2 separate regions of the Mus musculus genome follow, and region 1 is linked to region 2. Evidence: chromatin contacts called from public Hi-C data. All regions are on one chromosome and are shown on one strand. The core of a region is the stretch at or near the end of the contact, and the rest is flanking DNA. Distances in the headings are between cores, read along the strand shown. Region 1 overlaps Acbd6 (acyl-Coenzyme A binding domain containing 6). Region 2 overlaps Qsox1 (quiescin Q6 sulfhydryl oxidase 1).

Region 1 (2,801 bases), core at 75-2,574, 200 kb after region 2:
TGATAGGTATTTAAAATATTTGACAAGTAATCTGACAATTTGTTCATAATGTTTGTTCAACAAGAGCTTAACACTGTATCAATACCTGCTAGTATTCTTGACTTGTTAAAAAAGAAATTAAGAATCTATTACTAGAATATTAAAAATTTTAAAACTTTATTATAAAAACAATTATAGTAAGTCTGCATAAAACTGACCTCTAATTAATAGTTTGTCAGGTCCAGCAAGGTTGCTCAGTAGTTGCTGCCAAGCCTGACAGTGTAAGTTTAATCCCCCCAAGTCCCCATGTGGAATGAGAGAACACTCAGAAGCTGACCTCTGACCTCCACATGTGCATTCATGAACATGAGTATGTATGTGCACACACAATGAATGATAAGAAACTGATACAAGTAACTGTACAGATAGTCTCACTGACTGGATTATGAGCATCAAAACCTAAGAACAATTCCTTACTAGCCCAGAAAGCTCCCTGCTCCTCAATGAGCCATTTGTTCCTTAGTGCTTGTAATCAAAATTATTTACGTTTTACTAGTAAAAGGAAAAATCGGAACACTCATATCAATGATAATTTAGAACACAAATCAGCATAAAAGAAGTAACAAGCCTCAAAAAATAGGGAAAACCTTGCCATCCATTTTATAGGTATTCTTTACTCCTGACCCCATCTAATTACTTGTGGTCTTAAGCTACTCATTTATAAGTTGGCTAAAGTAACCAGTAAATACTCCTTTGGGGCATATCATTTGTAATACTGATTTATTGAACGGCTGCCTCCCAGTACAGAGGTCTGACCCTGTGTTTATAATTAGGCTGCATAATGTGGAAGCAGAGTGATGGTTCACCTTCTTGCTTTATGAAATGGTATGAACATACAAAATGATGCAATTTAATTAAATAAAGAATATGGGGTTCCTTTATGCAGTTCGAAGACGCTATTTTTAGCAACATCATAACATCTGCCCAAAAGCTCGGTAGCCATGCTTCTACAAACAACACTGGAAACAGATGCATAGTTCATTGGATATATGCACTTGCCCATTTAGTAAATAACTCAACAGATGCTTGCTGCCTGCTAACTGGGAACATAGTCATAACCCAGGCAAATATGTTTTCTTGTGGAGCTTAAATTCTAAAGGAGATGAGAAACATGTAAATAGTCAATTATAATGCAAGCAGATAAAATATTATGTAAAAGAAGATATATGTCCCATAGTTTTAAGACTAAATTTCGTCCTTTTCTTTCTAAACCCTATAGAGGAGTATCCTCATAAGGCATTTCCATCCTTTGCTATGAACCAGCTCTGCCCGAGCCTGCTCAGATCTAAGCAGAGCAAAGCTCTGACCTAGTAATCTGGTGTCATGTTCACAGTGTTCTCGGTACCCATTGTGAGTAGTCAATAATTATTAACCACTAATGAAAAGTCACAAATGACTAATAGAAAACATGAGCCTGTATTTCTTCCTAGACAAATAATGCATTACTTGATGAGTCTAAGCCATCAATCAATAACCGAAACTATAAAATTTGGCCACTGACTGCTAGGAACTCATCCCAAAGAAATAATTAGATAAGTGTGCAAAAATATAAGTAGAAAGATGTTTATTGCAGCATTACATAAGCAGGGAAAAAACAAAGAGAAAGAGGGGGAAAGGGAGAGAGAGAGAAAGCAGCTAAATAACAAAGACTACAGTTAGGGCTTGCCCTGACAACAGAACACCATGCAAGCATTAGAAACCACACATATGGAGAAAAATCAAAATTCCAGCTCTGTGTGCATGTGAATTTGAAAAACTTCAAAACTGGAACACAAAAATGTTGATAATATTTTTAAAAAACGGTGATAAATTAAAAACAACAACTCTATTCTCACCTACTTTTCTTTAAAATGTGTATGATGGAGTGGGAGGTGAGTTATATCTCAATGGTACAGGGCATGCTCAGGATGAGCAAGGTCTCAGGTTCAATACTAGCACATACAAAAGTAAGTCAGAAAAAATAAAAGTTATTTCCATTTTGGGAAGAAAATAATGTTTCTACCTAATGCAATCCTGCTATTTTACATACATTCTCATTCTCTCTCTCTCTCTCTCTCTCTCTCTCTCTCACACACACACACACTTTTAAAAATGGAAAACTATGTGCCTTAGCAGCATGACTTCTTGGCCTTTTGCTAAGATCAAGTATAAGCACTCTAGTATGTTGTTTCTTAAACATTTGTTCTTCATTTTAAATAAGTATCTCACTATCTCTAGTATTTAAATAAACTATTTTTCCATTGCCTTATTGTGAAAATTTTAATCTACAGCAATTATATGGGGGTAAAAAGTACAACAACAACAAAAAAAAACCAACAAAAACAAAAACCCCTCTTCCATTCCTTCTCCCAGATCCACACCATTCCTATAAATACCTGCCAGTGCCCACGCATGAACACACATTTCATAGGTTTAAAGGCTTAATTTCCAAGATGACAGCAGATTAGAAGACAGACAGACCTGCCTTTTGTCTCAATACCCCATGCACAGTCAACCTCCTGTACGAAACTTCTTCTCCCTGAATATCCCTCTGAACAATATGCTGCTGTGTAACCATTTCCCTGTTGATTGCCTTTAATGTTTTGGTAGTGCATCCCCATCTATATCCCTTCTAGAACCTGCAGATATTGTTATTTGGTTTCAGAAGTTAACCATTAGTTTCTGCCCAGGATTCCCTAGGGAACAGAACCTGAGGCAAAGTTTCCAAAATGAGCAATTCTTGGGATGTAAAATCTCAGTATATGAATGATGAGAAGGAAAGA
Region 2 (2,700 bases), core at 111-2,610:
TGCTATTTACTGAGTCTAGGACTAGATACCAACACATTGCTGCTAATCTCTAAACTTAAGAGAGCAGTGTAAAATGTCTAGGATCACACAGCTATTAATGTAGAACAGTGCTGTCTGACTCAAAACCTGTGTTGTTTTTTTACTGCCCTAACTTCATAGAATTGGGGTTTAAAAAAAAAATGAGGGAAGCAGACACATGAGAACTAGCCTGGTCCCTTGTGAGGAAGCTGGATCCCTGACCAACAGTGAAGGCTGCACTTCTCCATCAGTTTAAAGAGCGTCTTAGGTCTGAGCCTTATTTCTAGCTATTGGATAGAAGTAGTTATGCTTATTCATATTAGAATTGTCACTAATTTACTTAAAAAGCTGGATCAGGGCTGGAGAGATGGCTCAGCGGTTAAGAGCACTGGCTGCTCTTCCAGGGGTTCTGAGTTCAATTCCCAGCAACCACATGGCAGCTCACTCCTATCTATAATGGGGTCTGATGCCCTTTGTAGCATGTAGACATACATGTAGAAGGGGCACTCATACACAAAAAACACACATAAATACATACAAAACAAAAAGAATGAAAACAAAACCACATTTGGCCATGTTTTACCATATTCAGGTGGCACTCGAATAGGACACACAAAGTGTGTGGTCTGAACAGTTTCAAGGCCCCTTGCCTCAGTATTTGGTAGTTGTAACCTGAGGGTTGTGTCAACTTTGTCACAGCGGTCTGCTCTTCGAGGTTTCAAGTCTAGATAGAACATAGCTGCTACCTGGTGCCTACCCAGCCCCAGGCTAGTACTCAGGTTCCTTCTGCCCACTGGGTAAGCCCCATCCACACCCTACTGTCTTCTACAGGTAACTCTGGACCTGTCCCAGTACCATGCTGTGGCAGTGCGCAGGGTCTTGAATACAGAGAGTGACCTGGTGAACAAGTTTGGCGTCACTGACTTCCCATCTTGTTACCTGCTGCTTCGGAATGGCTCTGTCTCCCGAGTGCCTGTGTGAGTGTGACGTCCCTGCCCAGTCACTCTTCCTGCCAGAGAGGTCACTAGAAAGAGCAGGCAGGTAGGAGAAGCAGATGTGTGAGTCAAGACCTCCGACCTTGCAGCTCAGGATTCCTGCCTCGGCCGGCCCTGAGCTCCGAAGCCATCTACACCATGCCATGACCATGTTATCCCACACCTCTGTGCACAGAGCCATGTGTTGGTGGGGTGCTGGCCTGGCGAGGACTCAGATGTGCTGGACCTTCCCTCCCTCTGCTTTTCTAATTGCAGAAAAGTTCATTAGGAGCCAGACAATAGTCTGCTCCAAAATGTCAGGAGAAAACAATGAAGCAGCCTCAGCTGCTGTCAGCGGCCTGCTGCTGAATGGCCTGTTAAATGGCACCAGCTGGTGCCTTGGTACCCTCCCTCCCTCCTCAGGCAGATGATTGATGTCAGCCTGGCCCTGCTGGCAGAAATTTGGGGGGCCAAGGAAATCGAGGCTACCGTAGGTACCCAGAAATCTACTTCTTGGGGCTGTTAGTACCGCCCTACACTGAGGCTGGGCTAGGCAGCCCCCTCGCCCTTTCCCTGTCCTGGTCCACCAGTGCTCCTGAGGCCGGCCAGCCAGAGTCAGGAAACATGATGTTCACAAGGCCTGGAAGGCAAGACCCCAGGCAAGCCCAGAGAGTGCCAGTCCTAGAGAAAGAAGAGGCATTGTTTCCCTGGCTTGGAGTTGCTGGAGGGGAAAATTGTTTGTGACGATGCTGCTCCTGAGCCATCTGCTCACTGATAGACACTGAGCCCGGATGGCAGAGCAGGGAAACCATGCTTCCTGACGCTGGCTCCCATGGGACGTCCTGTCACTGATGCTTATCTTGGCTAGACCTTTTGGAGGAGATAGCTCCTGCCTTCAAGACTCCTGTATTAGGAAAGAGAAATCAGGAGTGTTTGGGCAAACCTGGTTCTCTGTTGTTATTATGTCTAAAATCATACATCAGCTCTTTGACTTCCATGGGAAGTAATGTCAACTTGTGATGTCACCTGCTGATGTTACCTTGTGATGTCTTGGAACAAGCTTGTGGGAGGGTGGCTGTCTTGAGACCAGTCACACCCAGCCATTCCTGTCATGGGCAGAAGCTGGTGGTCTTTGTTTGGTTGTTTTTCTCTGTGGTGCTGGGGACCCTGGGCTTGCACAGCTAGGTAGCAGCTCTTTTGAATGCATCCCCAGTTCTCTGTAGCAAAATGGATGGTGTTCCCAGTGGCTACCTGCCTCAGTCTCTGTAGACCGTGGCCTTGCCTGGAGCCAGAAGGCACACTGAGTAATTCTCAGGCCCAGTTGTTTTTCCAGATAGGGGTTCCGTATCTGGTGGAAAAGAGGGTTTCTATACCATGGACAGTGAATGGACAAGTGAGGCCCAAGGAGCCAAAGACAAGATGAGACCAACTTGAAATGTTTCTTACGGCACCTTTCTGTGGGAGGAGCCACCTATTTCCCCTGCTGACATTGGTTAGCTATGTGATTTTTTTTTTCTTTGTCCTTAGCACTTCCATTTTCTTTCTTTACAGGCTGGTGGAGTCCAGGTCTTTCTATACATCCTATCTTCGGGGGCTACCTGGACTGACCAGGGATGCTCCCCCAACCACAGCCACCCCAGTCACTGCTGATAAGATAGCACCCACAGTGTGGAAGTTTGCAGACCGGTAAGGCCACCTGGTTCTCCTC

What was found. A called contact is a pair of places that touch in the nucleus more often than the background predicts.
Region 1: a Hi-C map of stem cell-derived motor neurons shows a contact between it and region 2, with 3 times the contacts expected there. The contact joins two enhancer-like sites. A contact is called at or near these places in 3 of 39 promoter capture datasets (the 3T3-L1 cell line, the C10 cell line and embryonic stem cells), 7 of 15 datasets of contacts at CTCF or cohesin (CD8 T cells, the G1E-ER4 cell line, the NIH/3T3 cell line and 4 more), 224 of 484 Hi-C or Micro-C datasets (the 3T3-L1 cell line, 3T3-L1-derived adipocytes, the 63-12 cell line and 119 more), 28 of 115 datasets of contacts at active chromatin or transcription factors (the 230-238 cell line, the HPC-7 cell line, PVALB interneurons and 24 more) and 3 of 9 other capture datasets (adipose tissue, embryonic tail and pancreatic islet).

What each region holds. Positions count from the first base shown.
Region 1 is chr1:155,584,449-155,587,249 of GRCm38.p6, reverse strand. All of the region lies in intron 3 of Acbd6 (acyl-Coenzyme A binding domain containing 6), which reads right to left. Among named protein-coding and RNA genes, the nearest start is that of Acbd6, 28 kb to the right of the region's middle. Within about 2 kb of position 1,324, at least 2 of the 459 cell types and tissues checked have an H3K27ac peak or open chromatin away from gene starts, as enhancers often do. A contact at or near this core is called in stem cell-derived motor neurons, where this site is marked.
Region 2 is chr1:155,789,276-155,791,975 of GRCm38.p6, reverse strand. It overlaps Qsox1 (quiescin Q6 sulfhydryl oxidase 1), which reads left to right. Exons shown (of 12, transcript NM_001024945.1): 6 at 850-995; 7 at 2,544-2,678. Among named protein-coding and RNA genes, the nearest start is that of Qsox1, 22 kb to the left of the region's middle. Within about 2 kb of position 1,360, at least 33 of the 459 cell types and tissues checked have an H3K27ac peak or open chromatin away from gene starts, as enhancers often do. A contact at or near this core is called in stem cell-derived motor neurons, where this site is marked.